Linked DNA regions of Oryctolagus cuniculus: region 1 is linked to region 2. The links are chromatin contacts, called in public Micro-C maps. All regions are on one chromosome and are shown on one strand. Each heading gives the region's core, a stretch centred on a gene start, on an enhancer-like site or on the middle of the called end of the contact. The rest is flanking DNA. Distances are from core to core; before and after follow the strand shown. Region 1 overlaps CYRIA (CYFIP related Rac1 interactor A). Region 2 holds the start of CYRIA (CYFIP related Rac1 interactor A).

What was found. Hi-C and Micro-C count contacts between places; a contact is called where the count stands out from the background.
Region 1: a Micro-C map of ear pinna shows a contact between it and region 2, with 2.9 times the contacts expected there. The contact joins the enhancer-like site here to the promoter of CYRIA in region 2. A contact is called at or near these places in 3 of 6 Hi-C or Micro-C datasets (ear pinna, psoas muscle and an unstated tissue).

What each region holds. Positions count from the first base shown.
Region 1 is chr2:186,123,570-186,127,652 of mOryCun1.1, reverse strand. It overlaps CYRIA (CYFIP related Rac1 interactor A), which reads right to left. Exons shown (of 13, transcript XM_051840141.2): 3 at 1,150-1,308. Among named protein-coding and RNA genes, the nearest start is that of CYRIA, 42 kb to the right of the region's middle. Within about 2 kb of position 2,567, at least 3 of the 8 cell types and tissues checked have an H3K27ac peak or open chromatin away from gene starts, as enhancers often do. A contact at or near this core is called in ear pinna, where this site is marked.
Region 2 is chr2:186,082,254-186,086,380 of mOryCun1.1, reverse strand. It overlaps CYRIA (CYFIP related Rac1 interactor A), which reads right to left and starts at 2,812. Exons shown (of 13, transcript XM_051840141.2): 1 at 2,705-2,812.

The DNA of each region.
Region 1 (4,083 bases), core at 1,318-3,817, 42 kb before region 2:
TTGTCAGTACCGAGGCCTGCTGAGAGAACATACATCTCTGTACCAGAGTGAGGGAGCCGAGCCCTGCGCACACTGTGGTGGCAGCCCACGTTAGGTGTAAGCACAAAGGAGAAGTTCCAGGATGTGTGGCCGTATTCTTCTACACAGGAAGGGTCCACACTGGGGGCCAGCACTGTGGTGCCACAGGTTCAGGTGTCACTTGTGACGCTGGCATGCCGTATCAGAGTGCTAGTCAGAGTTCCAGCTGACCTGCTTCTGGTTCAGCTCCCTAGAAATATACCTGAGAAGGCAGCAAAAAATGGCCCGAGTATTTGGGCTGCTGTCAGCCATGTGGGAGACCGGGATGGAGTTCCTGGCTCCTGGCTTTGACCTGGCCCAGCCCCAGCTGTTAGAGGGTTTTTTAGGAGTAAACCAGCAGATGAAAGATCTCTCTGACTCTCTCTCTCTTTCTCTGCCTTTCAAATAAATGAATAAATAAATAGATAAGAAGCAAATGTCCACGGCTGGTGGTAGGAGGGAGAGAGGAAGCAGTCCCAGAGAGAACTGACCAGGTCACTGAAGGGAGAGACAGGAACGGTTATCTGCAACTGGTCTACCTCAAGTGCCCTGGATAACTGCACAGAAAGCATTTGTCTCTAGCAACATCACAGCCAGGTCTCCACCAGGAGATGACAGGACAGCTAAATTCCATCTCAGGCCGACAACCAGAGGACTGCATCCGTGCTTGTGCAGATCTGACCAGCAGAGGAATGGGAGGACCCTCTGCTTGGGGTGCTTCTTCACGGATTCTGCAGGCAGAAGGATCCCACAGCCGCAGCTCGAATCTGCTTTCTGACACACAGTTCTGCTGTTTCCTGCCTGAAGACACTGAAGGCTCAGGAGGGCCACAGATTCCAACCAGAGCACAGCTAATCACACCTCGAAATTACAGCTGCCTCAAGACGCACACCGAAGATTACTTATGTCCTTCCTGCCTCCTTGTCCTTAGATGTGCGTGCTGGCAGGAGACATGGCTGCTAACCAAACATGACAAACCTGGCAAAATGACCATCCTCAGGAAACTTCCAAGCATGCACGTGACACACACTCTGCACTACAATGCTGGCTGTTGCTGTCTATCTGCCGTCGCCACAGCCAGCAGTTCCTTACCTGGAAATAGCTCTTGTGACTCAGTTTCACCAATCCAGGCTGATGGGATGAAGCAGATGAGCAGCTGTCAGGCCAAGGCCAAGTGGGCTCCCGAAGCAGGACTGTGGCCCCTCGAGAACTGCAGCTTCCCTGTCCCGCCGGGCCCTCGCCAGGGACTGCCTGCTAAAAGGGAAAGCGTGTCTCGTCACTCGGAGGGGCGACCTCCTTCGCACACATTTTTTCTAGGGAGAACAGAGAGTTACAGGGTTGCAGATGACGAAGGCTGGAAGACCCCTAGGAGAAAATCTTGCTGAACTCTTTCATTTTACAGTTGGAGAAACTGAGGCTCACAGAAGGAAAGCGCCTCATTCAAGGATTTGACAGTTTGTGGAATCCAGATTGGAACAGGTCCCTGACTCCCGGGCCCTTGGAACTTTTCAAAAGACATCCCAGGATGAGTTCTCGAACAACAGACCATTGACCCTGAATGGGAAGCCTTTAAAAAAATTTTTTTTTTTAACCAGATTTTCAAAAAGGGAGGTGGCACTTTTTCCAGACTGCTGTTTTTGTACTTTTTGTAGTTTTACCCCTGGGAGCTAAATGAGTAAAACAGTCCACCTCTGGCATGTGGTTGGGAAGCTTCTTCTGTTTCCCATCGGAGAAATATTGCTATGGATATGCTGACCTGTGACCACAGTGCTGGGCCTCCATCTCGTAGTGACAGGCATGTGTGGGCCCAGAGGGTTCTCTGTCTCTGTCTCTCTGCCCATGTTTCAGGAAAACATAGTAACAGACATGAGCTCCCTTCCCAGTTCCCAGGAGTAGCACTTATTACGGGACTGTGTGTTTTTGGTTTTGTTTTTTTTTTGTTTTTGTTTTTGGCTACTGTACATTTGCACGGCCACTCCTCTGAGCAGAAAAATCAAATCATAGAAAAACAGACGGGAGTTCACACTTATTAAGCCAGTAATATCCGTGAAGGCGTGCCTTGTGAATTTTATAAAATATTTCCCTCATTTGTCTGTGAAAAATCCCTGTGAGGTACCATTAAGTCTGTTTCTCCCCAGAGCAGGACACCACGCTTTGCTGAGCCAGGCTGCTCTGCAAAATCGCACACAGAATATGACGCAGACCCAGAAGAGCGTCCACAATCCTAAGTCTGCTCTGTGCCCATCTGACGGGGCTACAGTCATTAGGCCCAGGCTCTAGGAGTTGTCCAGAGCTCCCGACGTTCGGATGCACCAGAAAGGTCTTCGGAAAGCCCTCAAGGATTGTTTCTATGGGGTTGCCTTTCAGACAGGGGCTCTGAAGGCCAAGGCTTCCTGCCAGGCCCCCCTGCTGGGGCTCATGTGGCCCCTGGCAGGCAGCAGGGCTGGTCCTGGTTCTGAGCAGCCACAGGGAGAGGGCACGTCAGGAAGTCGTGATCATCAACAACTGCTCGCTCTCGCTTGGGTTTGTTCCTGTTCTCAGACAGCAAGGGGCATGCCAGGAGGGATGGGGTGGGGGTGGAGAAAGAGGAAGAAAAGCAAACAGGAAGTGAAGGGGGGAGGAGGGAAGGAAATGATCGAGAAAACACAGCAACTCTGAACCGGCCCGGCCCGGCCTGGCCCGAAGCAAACGTGGTCTCTGAGCCAACATGCACAGCGGCGAGCAACCGGGTCACGACGGCACCGGGGCAGAGAATCTGATCTTCTCCAGACTCAGCCTTGGTGCCCAGAGTCCGTCTCCCCCTCCCACCCAGAGAGCACAGCCGCACATGGGGCTGATGCCCTGCCCCGGGGTGTGGACAGCGACAGCAGTGGATTCCCAAAGAGGGGCTGTGGGGTGAGAGCAGCTGCTCCCCTCCTGGCCGAGGCCAAGGCCAAGTGTATCACAAGGCATCTGGACACTAGAAGCTGCTGACGTGGTCAGGGGTCAGGGAGAGCAAGCTCAGCCTGCTTTACTCTCAAGTGCTCTCAAAGCTACAGCATGCTTTTCATGTGTGTGTGTGTGTGTGACCAATTCCTCCGACAGGGCCCAGCCAGAATCCCACTGCCTCCTACCACAAAACCAGTGCAAGAGAACACTTGGTCTCCCCCGACCACGAATCTAGGGCACTTCTGCCATGGCTTCCTGTCCGTGGGTCCACTCTACTTCCTAACAGAGACATACAGAATCTCTCCAAGTCCACATGCACATCTTTTTAGGATGGCAGTCACAGTGTAAACTGAAACACCACTCCAAGGCATAGCTCCAGTAGCTACAGCCTAAGAATACTCTAACACTGCTGAAGATACACTTCCCAGCCCCTTGATGGGCAGCGGGAGTGGGCAGGGCATGCAGAGTGGAGAGTCCCCTAACAGGCAAGTCCCCAGATACCAGTCCCCATTCCAGTGGTTTCCCCAGATCCGCTGTGCCTCTGGGAAGCTAATGAGAAGCCATGACTTAGGCAAGGTGCCCAAAAACTTGTATCACTGAAGACTTTCTGGGAGAATTCCGGTGTCACCCACCAGGCTCTGTCCTTGGAGGAACATTTGAACACATGGATCCTAACTGAACTCTCACCATCACCCGACTTCCTCCTACCTTACAGACATGATCACAAACAGTGCTCCATCAAGGACTACAGCTAATAACCTTCCGGGGTTCTGACCAGGATTCTATAAATTACATCCCTATCACTCAAAGAAACACAGAGCAGCAAAAGTAAGCAGAACTCTGGGAGGAGTCCAAGCTTTTGAAGTGGCTGCTGGTGGTTTGCTGTGTTGCTGCGTGAGTGACCCATGGGCCAGATGTCTGTTAGAGGGACAAGAGATCAAGTAGGGGAAGGAACATAGAACGCCCATCTCTGTCTCCACAAGCCGCTGAACCTCACTTCACACCAACACTCATTTCCTCCTGTCACCAGCAGCTCCAGATGGCCGGGGCAGTCTGCCTTCCCTGTAGCCCACGGCGAGAGAAGATTAACACCACTGG
Region 2 (4,127 bases), core at 1,563-4,062:
GCAACAAGACTGTGTTCTACGGCACCAAGAGCAAGCAGGACCTGGTTTGACATCAAAGCTGGGCAAGATGACTTCAGAAAATGCCTCTGACCATGAGACTTTAAGGCTTAATTTTTCCTAACCCAGCTCTCATGCCCGGGACAGTGGTTCAGGGATCTCTTTAACACAAGGACAAAGACATCATGGGTTTAGCCTTTTGACCATTCATAGCTCTTCCCTGCAGGGTACTCCACTGCATCCCAAAAGAACAATCAAATGCTATCAATAGCCACATGCTGTCAGCTCCATTTTAAAGACCGGGAAACTGAGGCCCACAAGAGTAAACTGACTTGCCCAGGGCCCACATCTGACAATGAGGCTGCTGATTCCCTGGGTTTTCATGCTACTGTCATTTTTTTTTCCCGCTCACTTATCAAACCAAGGTATAGCAACCTGAAGGGAGAGAAAGGGCAGTTGGAAGAGAAGAGCTCTACAAAGGGAAAAATAACCAGCAAGAGAGGACCAGCGTCATGCGTGTCCCTGACAGCTGACAGTGGGTGACCCCGTGGCCCTGGAGAGCTCTGAACTCCTTGTCCAAGGCTGGCTCGGGGAGGAAGGTTGCTGCTGGGTGCTTGGTGTCCTGCTCATCCGGTTGCAGCTAGGCCCTGGGAGTACGAGCAAACTCAATTCTTCTTGGTGCTGCGTGAAAACAGGAAGTCACAAGTGGCTTTACTCTGCTTTCAGCGTGGGTCCCCAACAGCTACTGTCAAGGGTGCAGGAACGACTTGAGAAACAATCCCTAATTCCCCGGCAGCTCACTTCCACTGCTGTCCCCCGGCACACACAAGAGGTGGGGATGCCGGGGGCCTTGCCCATGAGCCTCTTGGAGGGTGAGTTTAGGGGGCTAGACCAAATAAGGCCCTGTGGGCTCTCTGCGAGCAGGAGCAGAGAGCCTGGCAGGGTGGGAAGTCCAGCAGGTCAGCGTGTGTCTGCCAGCTCCATCACCTGTCCATTCATTTGACAACGGAGGGCTGACTATGGTGCTAAAGCCAGGGCAGCCCTGGTGAAAACGCTCACTTGCTCTGGGCTGCGTTTCCTCATCTGCACCATGGGGACAGTCCCTGCCCACAGCGCTTCTGTGACGACAGAAGGAAATCACCCGCCGAGCTCCCTGCCAGCCACACTTGGGATCCATTCTCAGCACGGAGGAGGTGTGCTACCCGCTGCGTGCCCTGGCCTGGGATGCTCCAGTCCTTTCGCAAAGCTGCGAGCTGGAGGGAGTGTGGTCCAGCCTGGCTGCCCTACTCTCCCTTCCCAGGAGCCCGGGGCCAGCAGGAGGTGAAGCCCTGCCAGCCCCCAGCCTGGGCCCAGCGCCCATGTTTATGACTGTTTATTTCGGAGCAAGTAGAGAGGAGAAATTAGAGCCATAAAAGACAGGACAACAGACCAATAAAAACCAGCTCCCAGAAGAGTCAGGAGGACGAAGGGAGGCAAAACTGTCACCATAGCAACACAAGACAGTCAGAAACACGCAGGAAAAACAGCCCCTGTTCTGCCTCCTCTCTGCTGCAGAGCCAGCCCTCAAAGCCCATTCGGAGCTCCATGAAAGCCAGCAACCATCCACCCTAATACCCCCAGCCCCCAGGCCCAGATCTGGCTCGGGGCCGCCCTCCTCCTGCGGCCCAGCGCAAGCCCCTGCCCTATCTGGTCCCAGCCCAGCTGCACTGGGGATTGGATGCTATGCAGATGGCACAGACCTCATCCAGAGGCTAGAGATGGTGACAGAGGGGAAAGTTTCCGGCAGGACAAGGAGGGAGGGCCACAGGGCTGTGGGAGGGATGGAGGGCCTGAGCTCCAGTGGCTGGACCCTACCCCTGGGTTCCCTGGAGACCTGGCACTAAAGCGAGGACCAGAACCCAGAAAGGTGGTCCCATCAGCACCAAACCCTCTGCCCCAACACAGTGGCTTGGAAATTCTAGGGATCACCAGGGTCGGGGGTGGGGTGAGGTGGGGAAGCAACCTTGGAGGCCTTAAATGACAAAGCCTCTGGCCCTGGTCTCTGGGAACACTGGCCAGAAAGTCAGGGTCGCTTGGAGGAGGACTCAGGGACCAGCTGGCCCATTGTGACAGCGGCTTCTCATCTGGGACCTTCCACTGGCAAAAGGGACAGGTGTCTCCACCAAAAAGCACAGCTGGCCTGAGACCAGCCTTCTGGGAAGTGGGTCAAATTGTTCCAGAAGCTCAGGGCTCAGGTTCTGGGTTCTGGGAACCGAGGAGGCAGGGTCCTGGGCCAGCAGCTGGCCGGCTGGCTGAGGGCGTCCGGGGCAGGTGGCAGCCGAGAGCCCAGGTGTGCACCGACTGGGGAGGGCCAAAAGGGAGTGGTGGGGAGCCGGGCCCCTGGCGGTGGGAAAGGGAAAGCAGCTACCTGGGTTAATGGGGTGAGGGGGGCAGTGTGGAGGGGCGAGGGGGCGCTCTGGGGAAGCAACGCCGTCGGGAAGCCGTCCTCCAGGAGAGCGGCAGTGGCGCGCACAGTCAGACCTCTGGCCGCGGACCGCCGGGAAGGGCTCGGGACCGGTGTTGCGCGCTCCCTCCCTCCCCGCAGGCTGCAAGGGCGTCGAAGCCAGGGAGGCTCGGCAAGGTTGGTCAGGGACCGGCCCGCCCCGCGCCGCAGAGCCCCTCGGCCGGAAGACCACCCCCCCACAGCCGCCCTCCGCGCCGCGCTCACCGCGAGTCGCCGCCGCCCTGCTCGGCCGCCCGCTCCGCCGCCGCCGCCGTGGACGTCTCTCCCGCGGCCGCCGCAGCCTGCGAGAAGGCGCAGGAGCCGAGCCCCGCCCCGCCCCGCCCCGCCCCGCCCCCGGCCCGGCCCGCCCCGCCGCGGCCGCCCCGCCCCGGCCCCGGGGGACCCCACCCCCGCTGTCACCCGGCGCGGCCCAGCTCTGCCCACTGCGCCTGGGAAGCTGGCGCTGCCCATCTCGGTGCACGGTGCGCCGGCCCTTCCGTCCGCCTTGGCCACTCGGCCTTGCGCACCAAGCCCCTTCTGCTGGTCCGCAGCGAATTCCTTCAGACCCCACTATTCCCCTCCAAAAGCGGGTGGGCGTAAAATCCCCTAGCTGCACGCCCACCCTCCACCTCGTGCGCCTGTGCCCTGCCAGACCTCCGCAGGCCCTTGTGCGAGTCCCATCTTGCTCCCAGCCCCTCCCAGCCCCAGGGAGGACCACCCCAAGAGCCTGCCCTAAAAATGGGATTCTCCAACAGAGTAAGTCTGCAAAAACACTTAAAAATGTTTCTATGGTGCAAAGAGAGGATGGTGGATTACAGCGTCATGGTTATGAGCATTGTTTTAAAACATCTGCCATGGAGGTTTTTTACATTAGAGAGAGGGAGAGTCAGGAAGCCAGAGAGAACCGAGCAGTGCCAAACAGGCTGTGAGTCAGAGCTCCTGTTGGGGGAGGCAAGGCTCTCGCAGACCCCGGCTGTAGCTGCTTCCTTTCCCAGTCCATCAGCAGGACTATCCTGAAAGAGTTATTCAGCGCCCAGCGCCTGTGCAGGCAGTGCGCCCCGGAGGCGGCGTCAGTGGAGCCAGCCCGGGTGAGTGGGTTGGGAGCAGAGGGAAGCCAGGCCCAGGTGCTGAGCACAGGAGACATCAAGGCTCCATCCCTTTCTGAAATCTAGCTCCAGGTGGGGGGCTAGGAGAGTCCAGACCATCCAAGGGCCTGGAAGGTTTGCATGAACTCTTCTGCCGGCTTTGGCAAGAATTCACAGTCAAGGGCAGAAGGGCACGGCCTGGTTGGAGAGAAGCAGTCTCCCACTGGGAGGGGTCCTTAGACTCTGAATGAGGGCTTTCTCCTTCTCGCCCCAGTCTGTCAAGGTTCCCTGGTGCCCTGGCCCAGCCTCTGCTGTCAATCCCCGCCAAGATTTATTTTATCTGTAAGTGGTCCTTTTAGAAAATCCTTCTTGGCCTGAGCTAAACCAGGCCTCCTTCCCCTCAAACACACACACACACACACACACACACACACACTTGGAAATGGCTGATTCTGTCTGCCTCAAACCCAGCAAGGCCTAGGGGAGGGCAAAGCCAAACCAGCCACTAACCCGGCAAAACACATCATCACAGGCCACGGGAGGAGCTTCGTCCCACAGTCCTA